2 separate regions of the Hordeum vulgare genome follow, and region 1 is linked to region 2. Evidence: chromatin contacts called from public Hi-C data. All regions are on one chromosome and are shown on one strand. Each heading gives the region's core, a stretch centred on a gene start, on an enhancer-like site or on the middle of the called end of the contact. The rest is flanking DNA. Distances are from core to core; before and after follow the strand shown. Region 1 holds the start of LOC123398675. Region 2 holds the start of LOC123452831 (ribulose bisphosphate carboxylase small subunit, chloroplastic).

What was found. A called contact is a pair of places that touch in the nucleus more often than the background predicts.
Region 1: a Hi-C map of seedling shows a contact between it and region 2, with 5 times the contacts expected there. The contact joins the promoter of LOC123398675 here to the promoter of LOC123452831 in region 2. A contact is called at or near these places in 2 of 6 Hi-C or Micro-C datasets (leaf and seedling).

Annotation. Positions count from the first base shown.
Region 1 is chr5H:357,211,313-357,217,376 of MorexV3_pseudomolecules_assembly, forward strand. It overlaps LOC123398675, which reads left to right and starts at 4,340. Exons shown (of 2, transcript XM_045093122.1): 1 at 4,340-4,693. The coding sequence starts at 4,453.
Region 2 is chr5H:357,078,652-357,084,312 of MorexV3_pseudomolecules_assembly, forward strand. It overlaps LOC123452831 (ribulose bisphosphate carboxylase small subunit, chloroplastic), which reads left to right and starts at 4,210. Exons shown (of 2, transcript XM_045129554.1): 1 at 4,210-4,430; 2 at 4,553-5,179. The coding sequence starts at 4,284. The coding sequence ends at 4,933.

The DNA.
Region 1 (6,064 bases), core at 3,090-5,589, 130 kb after region 2:
ATATCAACTATACGATTCATGCTCGACCTTTCAGTCTCATGTGTTCCGAGGCCATGTCTGAACATGCTAGGCTCGTCAAGTTTAACCCGAGTGTTCCGCGCGTGCAACTGTTTTGCATCCGTTGTATGTGAACGTTGAGTCTATCACACCCGATCATCACGTGGTGTCTCAAAACGACGAACTGTCTCAACGGTGCACAGTCGGGGAGAACACAATTTCGTCTTGAAATTTTAGTGAGAGATCACCTTATAATGCTACCGTCGTTCTAGGAAAAATAAGGTGCATAAAAGGATTAACATCACATGCAATTCATAAGTGACATGATATGGCCATCATCTTGTGCTTCTTGATCTCCATCACCAAAGCACCGACATGATCTTCTTGTCACCGGCGCCACACCATGATCTCCATCATCATGATCTCCATCAACGTGTCGCCATCGAGGTTGTTGTGCTATCTATGCTATTACTACTAAAGCTACAACCTAGCAATATAGTAAACGCATCTGCAAACACAAACGTTAGTTTAAATACAACCCTATGGCTCCTGCCGGTTGCCGTAGCATCGACGTGCAAGTCGATATTAACTATTACAACATGATCATCTCATACATCCAATATATCACATCACGTCATTGGCCATATCATATCACAAGCATACCCTGCAAAAACAAGTTAGACGTCCTCTAATTTGTTGTTGCATGTTTTACGTGGCTGCTATGGGTATCTAGTATGACCGCATCTTACTTACACAAAAACCACAATGGAGATGTGCAAATTGATATTTAACCTCTCCAAGGACCGCCTCGGTCAAAACCAATTCAACTAAAGTTGAAGAAACAGGCACCCGCCAGTCATCTTTATGCAACGAGGTTGCATGTCAATCGGTGAAACCAGTCTCTCGTAAGTGTACGAGTTATGTCGGCCTGGGCTGCTTCAATCCAACAATACCGCCGAATCGAGAAAAGACTAAGGAGGGCATCAAATCGAACATCACCGTCCACAAAACCTTTTGTGTTCTACTCGAGATAACATCTACGCATGAACCTAGCTCATGATGCCACTTTTGGGGAACGTTGCATGGGAAACAAAAATTTTCCTACGCACACGAAGATCTATCATGGTGAAGTCCATCTACGAGTAGAGATTAGATCTACGTACCCTTGTAGATCGCACAACAGGAAGCATTAAGAAACGCGGTTGATGTAGTGAAACGTCTTCACGTCCCTCGAACCATCCCGATCTAGCGCCGAACGGACGGCACCTCCGTGTTCAGCACACGTACAGCTCGACGATGATCTCGGCCTTCTTGATCCAGCAAGCAAGATGGAGAAGTAGATGAGTTCTCCGGCAGTGTGACAGCGCTCCGGTGGTGGTGATGATCTACTCCTGCAGGGCTCCGCCCGAGCTCCGCAGAAATCCGATCTAGAGGTAAAACTATGTGGAATATGCTAGAGTTGCACGTGGCAAAGTTGTGTCTCAAAAAGCCCTAAACCACCACTATATATAGGAGGGAGGGGAGGGGCTAGCCTTGAGGGACAAGGCCCTCAAGGTGCGCCGGCCGCCAGGAGGAGGAGGAGTCCTCCTCTTCCTTCCCACCTCCCTCTTTCCTTTTTCCTTTTCTTTTCTTTTGGTATTTTCTTATGTGGCGCCATAGCCCTCTTGGGCTGACTCCACCATCCCACTAGGGACTTGTGGCACCACCCTAGGGCCTTGGGCTCACTCCCGGGTGGGAGGGCCCCTCTCGGTAAACAACCAGAACCCATTTGTCACTCCCGGTACACTGCCGGAATTGCCCGAAACTTTCCGGTGACCAAATGAAACCATCCTATATATCAATCTTTGTTTTCGGACCATTCCGTAAACCCTCGTGACGTCCGTGATCTCATCCGGGAGTCCGAACAACATTCAGTAACCACACATATAACTCAACTATACTAAAACATCATCAAACCTTAAGTGTGGAGACCCTGCGGGTTCGAGAACTATGTAGACATCACCCGAGGCACTCCTCGGACAATATCCAATAGCGGGACCTGGATGCCCGTATTGGATCCTACATATTCTCTGAAGATCTTATCGGTTGAACCTCAGTGCCAAGGATTCATATAATCCCACATGTCATTCCCTTTGTCCTTCGATATTATACTTGCTCGAGATTCGATCGTCCGTATCCGCATACCTATTTCAATCTCGTTACTGGCAAGTCTCTTTACTCGTTCTGTAATACAAGATCCCGTGACTTACACTTAGTCACATTGCTTGCAAGGCTTGTGTGTGATGTTGTATTACTGAGTGGGCCCCGAGATACCTCTCCGTCATACGGAGTGACAAATCCCAGTCTTGATCCATACTAACCCAACGGACACCTTCGGGGATACCTGTAGAGCACCTTTATAGTCACCCAGTTACGTTGCGACGTTTGATGCACACAAGGTATTCCTCCGGTGCCAATGAGTTATATGATCTCATGGTCATAGGAATAAATACTTGACACACAGAAAACAATAGCAATAAAATGACACGATCAATATGCTATGTTCATAGTTTGGGTCTAGTCCATCACATGATTCTCCTAATGATGTGATCCAGTTATCAAGTGACAACACTTGCACATAGTCAGAAAACCTTGACTATCCTTGATCAACTGGCTAGCCAACTAGAGGCTTGCTAGGGACATTGTTTTGTCTATGTATCCACACATGTATCTATGTTTTCATTCAATACAATTATAGCATGGATAATAAACGATTATCTTGTAACAGGAAATATAATAATAACTATTTATCATTGCCTCTAGGGCATATTTCCAACACATATGACATGTCGTAGCGGTGCGAGGCGATCTCCCTTTGATAGCATAGAGTCTTGCCAAGTGGATAACTTTCGCTCAAGTTTCTTGAATAGGGGTAGTAGACTCGTGGTAGAGGCCTTATGAATGGGTAGGGGCAGACCAAGGTGGGTGATGGGAAATTGGGTCACCGGGCAGCGCATATAAGTCGCGATTGTGGCGATCTGCTCATCGGCGCAATGGATTGGGGTGACACAACATTTGCTGAAGTTCGTGTGGAGACTGGAAGCTTTCCCGAAGAGATGTAGTATCTCACGCACAATATTGATGTCGTGTCGGTCGATGTGGTAGAAGATGACGACGTCGTCCGTGTATAGTGATATGCTCAAGGTCACGTGCCTCGCAGTGATGCGCTGGAGGAGTCCGTCATCAACGACCCGTAGCAGCATGGTGTTGAGCATGTCAATGATCAGTGTGAAGAGCATCAGGGAAACCGGGTCACCTTGACGCGAGACGTGAGCATGCCCGATTGGAGGCCCTTGGTGTCCATTTATGAGTACTCGCGTGGAAGCCATGGAGAGCAGAATATAGATCCACTGGCACCAGCGGGGTCCAAAGCCAAGGTGCTCGAGGATCTGTAGGATGAAGGGCCACGAAACGCAGTCGAAGGCGCGCGCAATGTCCAGCTTGAGTAGCACGCGTGACGCCTTGAGGTTGTGCAACAGCAGAGTTGTTTGCTGCACCAAGAGGAAGTTGTCGTGGATGCATCTAGCTGCGATGAAGGCCCTCTGGTTAGTGGAAACCATCGTAGCAAGCCTAGGCACGAGCCTTAGGGCGAGAACTTTTGCGACAAGCTTTCCAAAGAGGTGTATGAGACTGACCGGACGGTACTCGGATAGGGATTGTGCGTCCGTCCTCTTCGGGAGAAGGGTGAGAAGTGCCTCATTGAGCTTTGGGAAACCCCTCCCATTCATGGTGTAGAGCTTGTTGAATGCCTCATAGAAGTCATGTTTAACGGTATCCGAGCATGCTTCGAGGTTTAGTTCCTCCGCTTCAAGCCATAAAAATAAAAATATTATCCTAATATATGTATTTGATGTGGTAAATATTAATATATTTTCTGTAAAAGTGGTAAACTTAAAAAGGTTTGACTTAAAACAAAGTTCTTAGTCCCTCTATTCGTACATACAAGGCCTAATACAATTTTACAGGTTAAGTTTGATCACATGTTAAAGTAAATGTTAATATATTTTCTGCAAAAGTGATGAACTTAAAAAGATTTGACTTGAAACAAAGTTCTTAGTCTCTCTATCCGTATACACAAGGCCTAATACGATTTTCGAGTTTAAGTTTGATCACATGTTAGAGTAAAAATCGTGAGAGAAGGGAGTTTCTAATGATATTAATTTTATATCATATATCTTATATATATTTACCAATAATCAATAGCAACCTTAAAATACGTATTAGGCCATATATATATATACGTGGGTGAAGGGAGTAGTTATTTTGGATAACCTTTTCAGGAACTTTCGACTATGATAGAGCCGGAATGGGGAACAGCGGGCGCACCACACAAGAAGGTACGTTCAGCCGTGCTGCCCCTCCTTTCCCTCCCTGGCTGCCTCCTACTCCAACCTAGCAACATACCACCTCTCACCGATGGCGACGACGAGCTCCCCTCGTCTCCTACCACTCCCCTTCTCCACCTCCACCGGCACCTCCTCCGCCCTCCCACCAGTCTGTCCCTCCCGCCTCCGCTTCAAGCCACTACCACCAGCAGCAGGCCCGGTTTCTACTTTCGCCTTGGACCGTGTCTGCCGTTCTTGGCTCAGCCTCCGCTGCCGAAGCGCTGCCGGACCCTTGCCGCCCTCCTCCGACCCACCGCCTCCATCTCCTCAAGGTAGCGCCACTGCCTCGCCCCTCTCCGTTTGCTTACTATCCAATCAGTTGTAGTTAGGGATTACAGGCTCTAGAGGAGGGTTGATTTTCAGTTTATTGTTGCTGGTCATTTCGGGAGCCCTTGATAGCCTTCTCTCACAAACTTAAAATTGGCATTTGGGGGGATTGGAAAAGCACCTTCCAAATTTCTGCCAAGATAATACCCCTGGGCGAATGAGGGGCGGAGCTTGACCATATCTTACCAAAAAATAGTATATTCCATAAATGTTTCCATATGTGAGGTGTTATTTTTCTGTGGGTGCGAATTCCTGTTCTATGGGATTCATCTTGGCTCAGACGAAATTATACTAGTTTGTTTAGTTAAGATATAAGATGACTTGTAACCTAGGAGTTCTTCTATGTCAATCCAATGGATAAGCTTTATCATACTCCAACGGTCCAACCTACTCTTCCATTACTGCCTTAAAAACCGAGTGCCCTGTTTTAAAGGGTAAAATGGTATTCTTAGGGTGTGCTTGGTTCAGGAACCAAGTGGAATGGAATGTCATGGTTACATTCCACCGGAATGGGTCGGTTCTGTTCCTACTTTTGGTAAAGTGTAATTAGATGGAATGGAACGGTTCTATTTCAGTGTTTGGTTTCTGTGATAAATTGAATGAATTTGATCCAACTTACCTATTGCCTGTCAATTAAACTCTCGTTTTCATTCGGAAAATAAACTACTAGTATTAGTTCTCTACTATGTGACAAACAAATTTACAACGAACAAGTTGGATTGGAGTGCTAAACTAAAAATCCACAACGCTGCTTGCCGCTGCTGGCTTGCTATCACGCCGCTATCTGCTGCTGGTTTGCTGTCCTGCCGCCCTGCCTTTCCGATCTGAGAGAACAAAAAGAAAGGAAATGCTCGAACTGCGCATGGAAGATCAGATCTCCTGGCTGGGCATGGGCGAGCCAATCTTGCGGCTCATGGCGTGATCTGCCGCCGCTCGCCTGTTGGTGCCTGTCACCGCTCGCCCCGTCCAGCGCCGCCGCCTGCCGATTCCTGCTGCTGCTCGCCTCCTTCTGGCACCGTCGCCTGCCGATTCCTGCTGCTGCTCGCCTCCTTCTGGCGCCACCTCCTGCCGATTCCTGCTGCTGCTGGCCACCTTCCTGCGCCGCTGCCTGCCGATTCCTGCTGCTGCTCGCCTCCTTCCGGCAGCGCCTTCCTGTGCCTACTGGATGTGTGTGTGAGAGAGAGACAAGAGAAGGAGATAAGCGACCCGCCGAGGGAGACGAGGTGTAAGCGCGAGCCGCTTCGCGTGGTTCTTCCGATTTGGAGGTATCGGCAGGTTCCGGATATAGGTCGAATATTCTCTTGGGGAGGACGAGG
Region 2 (5,661 bases), core at 2,960-5,459:
AATGATCTTGAACACCTACTTACGTGAGACATAACCCCACCATGTCCTCGATCGGAGAAGGAGCTCACGAGAGACAGTCACAGTTACGCACTCAGTTGGCACGTTTTACTTAAGTTTACTTCAAGTTTTCTAGAACAGGATGTTAAACAAAGTTTCCACGTTGCCTCATAACCGCGGGCACGGCTTTCCGAAAGATTTAACCCTGCAGGGGTGCTCCAACTAGTCCATCACAAACTACCACATGTTGCGACAAAATGACCTCGATCAGGGATAAACCATGATCTCCTCGGGTTCCTATTGGAAAACCTCAACCTCAAGATAGCCCAAAGTATCCTCGGAATCCCACGCACGAGACGCTCGAGAAAGGTAATACAGTTCTAGCATGGCCGCTCGGCATGTCGACGATCCCGATAGGAGACGTGTATCTCTTTCTCAGGACAAGACGGATAAGCTAGTGTACACGGCCTGATAGACATCACACAAGTTGCCTTGGGTTGGCCCCGCACAATGCTCTATTTTGGACCAACACCGTCAATACTCGCCCTCCCTGTATTATGTTGAATTACTCCTCGGGTTCTTGACACCCTATGTTTTCTGTATTAACAGAATTATTATGTTGGGAAAATTTAGTACCAATATTGGGCCTCGCGAGACGAGCTTTATCCCAAAACGAAAGTCAAGGGGGTCCCCATAACAACCCCAAGCATGTTAGGAGCGCTCATTTATGGAACATGACATCGGTATCCGAAACTAAGGCGGCAAAGGTGGAACAAAACACCGGGCTAGAAAGCCAAGCCTTCCACCTTTTACCAAGTATATAGGTGCATTAAATTAATTAGCAATAATCTGGTGATATAACAAGGAACCCACGTTTCCATATGGAAGCAACTGCGCCTACAACTAGTAACGCTATCAAAAGGCTGAGCAAGCGATAACATAGCCAAAAAGTGGTTTCCTGGGTTGTGGAAAAGGTTAAGGGTTTTCATGACGATGTTGGAAGGCTTATATTTAACAGGTGGTAGGCAATGAGACATAACGAAAGAAACGAGACAACTATCATGGCAATGATAGTAATGGTATCTAGGGAAATGATCATCTTGCATGTGATCCTGCTTGGAAGAAGAATGACTCCGTGAAGCAGACGAACCAACGTAGTCGAATGGATCCTCACACTCCGAAGCGGATCGGAACTCTATTGAGATGAAGCAAACCGGAAACAAGAATCAACACATGATATTCACCACGACACATGCACGACATGATGCAATTCACATATGAAGCATGATCTGTTTCAAATAAGCAAGGCATGGCATGGCAATTCACCTTACGCAAACACTACACATTAAGTGAAGCTCAATATGCAACGAGTTGCATATTAACGGAACTCCACATTTAATTATTTAGTTCACTCCCGTTTAGGTACACGGTAATATAAAATGTTGTTAAACATGACACTCCGAACTGACCCCACACGTTAACTTTGTAATCTGTCTAGATTTGTCCTAACCACATTCGAAGGTTGTTAAATGGAAAAACAAAGTGGTTCACGTGATTCTACTCGTCGTCCTATTCCATTTACATATATGGCTCATCTCCAACGGAGCTACGGTTAAATAACTACAAACTAAACCATTTCTATCACATCAACACGCAATCCAATGCAAATAGCATGTAAAACAGTTTTAAATATGCATGAGAGTTGTAAAATATTAATCTGCCTGAAATTCTACATGTTCTACATATCTAACTTGTCGCGATCCGACGCACGGTTTAAAAACTACGGGCGTTTGAAAATATGCATGTTTTTGTGACAAAGAATTAAATCGTAAGTTAATAGAAAAATCGCTACGGGCCGAATATGTTTACTATTGGGCCCATAGAACTGAGCGCAGGTCAATAATATTATGCACATGGCGCGGGAGAGAGGCTACCAGGGCTCACCTTAGCAGGCCGAGGCCTGGCTCGGCGAGGAGTTGGCTGGGCAGGCCGGGGCAGATCTGGCCCAACTAGGCTGGCGGAGGCGCTGGGCCGCGGTCCACAGCGGACGACAGGGCGCTAGCAAGCCGGAAACCTCCCTCGTTCCAGATCAGATCGAGGAGAGGCAGCAGCTACTGCTGCTTGGCGATGGGGAGGTGCGGCTGGGGCTTTGGCCGGCGGGGACTGGCGGCGGCCGGCGGCGGGAGGCGGCCGGGGGCTGGAAGCGATGTTAGTGGGCGGCGGCAGCCGAAGGTGTCCGGGCGCGGCGACCTGCGGGCTCCGACGCTGCAGCAACTCGGGAGGAGCTCGGGCATGTGGGAGATAGGGGTTGCTTCGCCCCTATGGGCCCGGGGAGGGCCTGGCTCGGGCCGGCGGGCCTGGAGGAGAGAGGAGGAGGTGGGAGAGGAGGCTAAGGGTTTGGGGACACACGGAAAACGAGGAGAGGCCGGATCTGGAGGGCTCGCCCTTCCTTTTATAGACACGGATTGAATTAAGGGGCTACAGTTAGCTAATTTAATCTGTTTTCAGATCGTAGGATCTTGATCGGGCGGTCCGAAACGAAGGGGTAGGCTAGGTGGGTGGTGTTGGGCTATGTAGATGGCCTTTGTGGGGAAGAGAGGGAGGTTGTGGCCGGCAACGTGATTTTAAACACCGACAAAACGTCCTACGATAAATCGAAGACGATGCCGCTACGGTTGACCGTTCGGGTATCAAACAGACTCTGATTGCGACGAAATTTGGTAGGCGGTCTACCTACACTATATTAAGACCGCATGCCAACTTTCGACCCAAGCCGTGAATATTTTTAACGCACTTTTAAAAATAATATTTTAACGATGCCACGGGCGCATGCGTGTGTGGTTGGTCTCAAAACGTTCGACGGCGAACATAGAGAGAACCAGCAACTAATAACGGATGCAGGTTTTGAAAACTAGCGGCAACGGAGTGCCGATGCAATGCAGATGATGCGCATGATGCGATGATGAATGTGACAGACAATCTAATCGCACGACGGCAATAAAATATGAGGGGAATCTTATAGAACGTCGGTCTCGGGCTGTCACACACATGCACTTTTCAGGTTGCAACTCTCGCACCACATATCCTCTATTATGGGTACGGGATAGGTTTGGGAGTGATGTGAGGATGCTTGTTTGGGAGGGAGGGAGGGAGGGAGAGGGAGAGGGAGGAAGAGGGAGGGAGGGAGGGAGGGAGGGAGAGAGAGAGAGAGAGAGAGAGAGAGAGAGAGAGAGAGAGAGAGAGGAGGGAGGGAGGGAGGGAGGGAGAGGGAGAGAGAGAGAGGGAGGGAGGGAGGGAGAGAGAGGGAGGGATGGGGAGAGAGGGAGAGAGGGAGAAGGAGAGGGAGAGATGGAGAGTGAGAGCCAACGACTAACCAACACCACCTCGGTGTAGAAAATGAGGTGATCACACAATTTTGCATCATCATCATTATCACCATCGTTGTTTTTGTTGTTGTTGTGATGAATTGTGATGCTAGCCTTAGTTTGTTCGTGTGATTTTGTACATTGATGATCATTGTCATCACTGTTTTTTTTATTTTTATGTAATGTTGTTCTTATTGTTGTGATGTTTGCCTTAATTTATTCCTTTGAGTTTGTACACTCAAAGAAAATTCTACATGAGAGACATCAAGCAGCTAGCAATGCCATGCTTAGGAGTATCTTACTGTTGAATCCGAAAGTGAGATTGCAAACGGCGGCCAAAGTCGACCGGTTTTCACAGCGACACAACCATTTCATAAACTATCTATGCTGAGACTTGAGACATCATATCACGGACATGACTTCGGCATACTAACCGTGTAGGATGAAGGAAGCTGTGTTTGCCAAGTATTAATCTGGAAGTGTACCTAAGGCAGATGCCCTTTCACAATATATAATCACCTCTAGTTTCCCTCAAATAAAAGTTAACTCTAGTTAGTAGGCGTAGCAATGCTGATACATCTCACTATCTCACCATATATACGGTACAGCCAACCTGGAGAATAATGCAAATGGGCATGAGTGCAAGTAGCAAGCAATGAGTAGGGCCAGCAGCTAGCAGGGCACACGGCCGTTGATTCTATGGTGCAGAGGATAAGGCGCGCAGACATGTGGTTGTTTATCCCGACCTTATCAGGACGCGGTGATCCGCGGGGGCTTATCGCCGCTGCCGAACGGCAGCCACTCCTTCCACATCTTGTTCAGGAAGGGCCCAAGGGTTATATAAGCCTTGCTGACCCAACGAACCAGTCCTCAAGCCAGTGTGCCTCCCTCTAGCAAGCTATATACCTACATAGTACAGCTATGGCCCCCACCGTGATGGCCTCGTCGGCCACCTCCGTCGCTCCTTTCCAGGGGCTCAAGTCCACCGCCGGCCTCCCCGTCAGCCGCCGCTCGAACGGTGCTAGCCTCGGCAGCGTCAGCAACGGTGGAAGGATCAGGTGCATGCAGGTAAACAACATCGTCTCTGTCTTTCTAGTCATTTTTAAGCCGACGGATGTCAAGAAGAACAATCAAACGTGTAGAACTAGAGTTATAGTCTCTTAATGTATAGACGTGAATCTGATTTGCAGGTGTGGCCCATCGAGGGCATCAAGAAGTTCGAGACCCTGTCTTACTTGCCACCACTCAGCACGGAGGCCCTCCTTAAGCAGGTCGACTACCTGATCCGCTCCAAGTGGGTGCCTTGCCTCGAGTTCAGCAAGGTTGGGTTCATCTTCCGTGAGCACAACGCATCTCCTGGGTACTACGATGGCCGGTACTGGACAATGTGGAAGCTGCCTATGTTCGGATGCACCGACGCCACACAGGTGCTCAACGAGGTGGAGGAGGTCAAGAAGGAGTACCCTGACGCGTATGTCCGCATCATCGGATTCGACAACATGCGTCAGGTGCAGTGCGTCAGCTTCATCGCCTTCAAGCCACCAGGCTGCGAGGAGTCCGGCAAGGCATAAACAGCTCACTGACGATGGGCCACATATAAAGTGCCATTGCAGTTTTGTCAACTCTGACATTGCTTTGGGTTTTCCTTCTCCATTTATCTTTCTTATTTGTTCCTAAGAATATGTGTATGTCCATGTTCATGTACCAACATGGCTCGAGAAAACATGCTTGTATGTGAATGCTGTCGGTGGCTATGTATATGCACGTACGCATAATATTATACAATAATATGTCAACTATATACGTTTTAATGGTAACCAATGGAAAATATCTCCAGCACCGTGCTTATACTTTTTATTAGGAACTTCTGTCTTAGTTTTTATCCCTAAGATGTAGGGTTATAAACATGGCCCCACGGAACGTTGGCCAATAATATGATATTAGTTGTATCTATAAGTGTGACATAGGGCTAAATCTCAGGCTAGAGTATAACTAAAGGGAAAATGAGGAAGTTGTATTATATTTCTTGCAAAGATAGAATTATTACAATCTATCTATACTTATACTAATTCTAGACTTTCTAAAAATTCCCATGTTAATTAAAAATTAGGAACCGTTGATCCCGTGGGGCCGAATTACTACGGTGTAGATCAATCCTGAAAATTCTAAGATTAGTTAAAATTCCCTATGATTTATGTTACTCTTGTGCCAAAAAAATCTCTTGCGCCAACAAAAAGAACCAATGAACCAAACCACACCAAAATCTGACACAATCTCCTAGGTATTTTTTTTTCCTTGG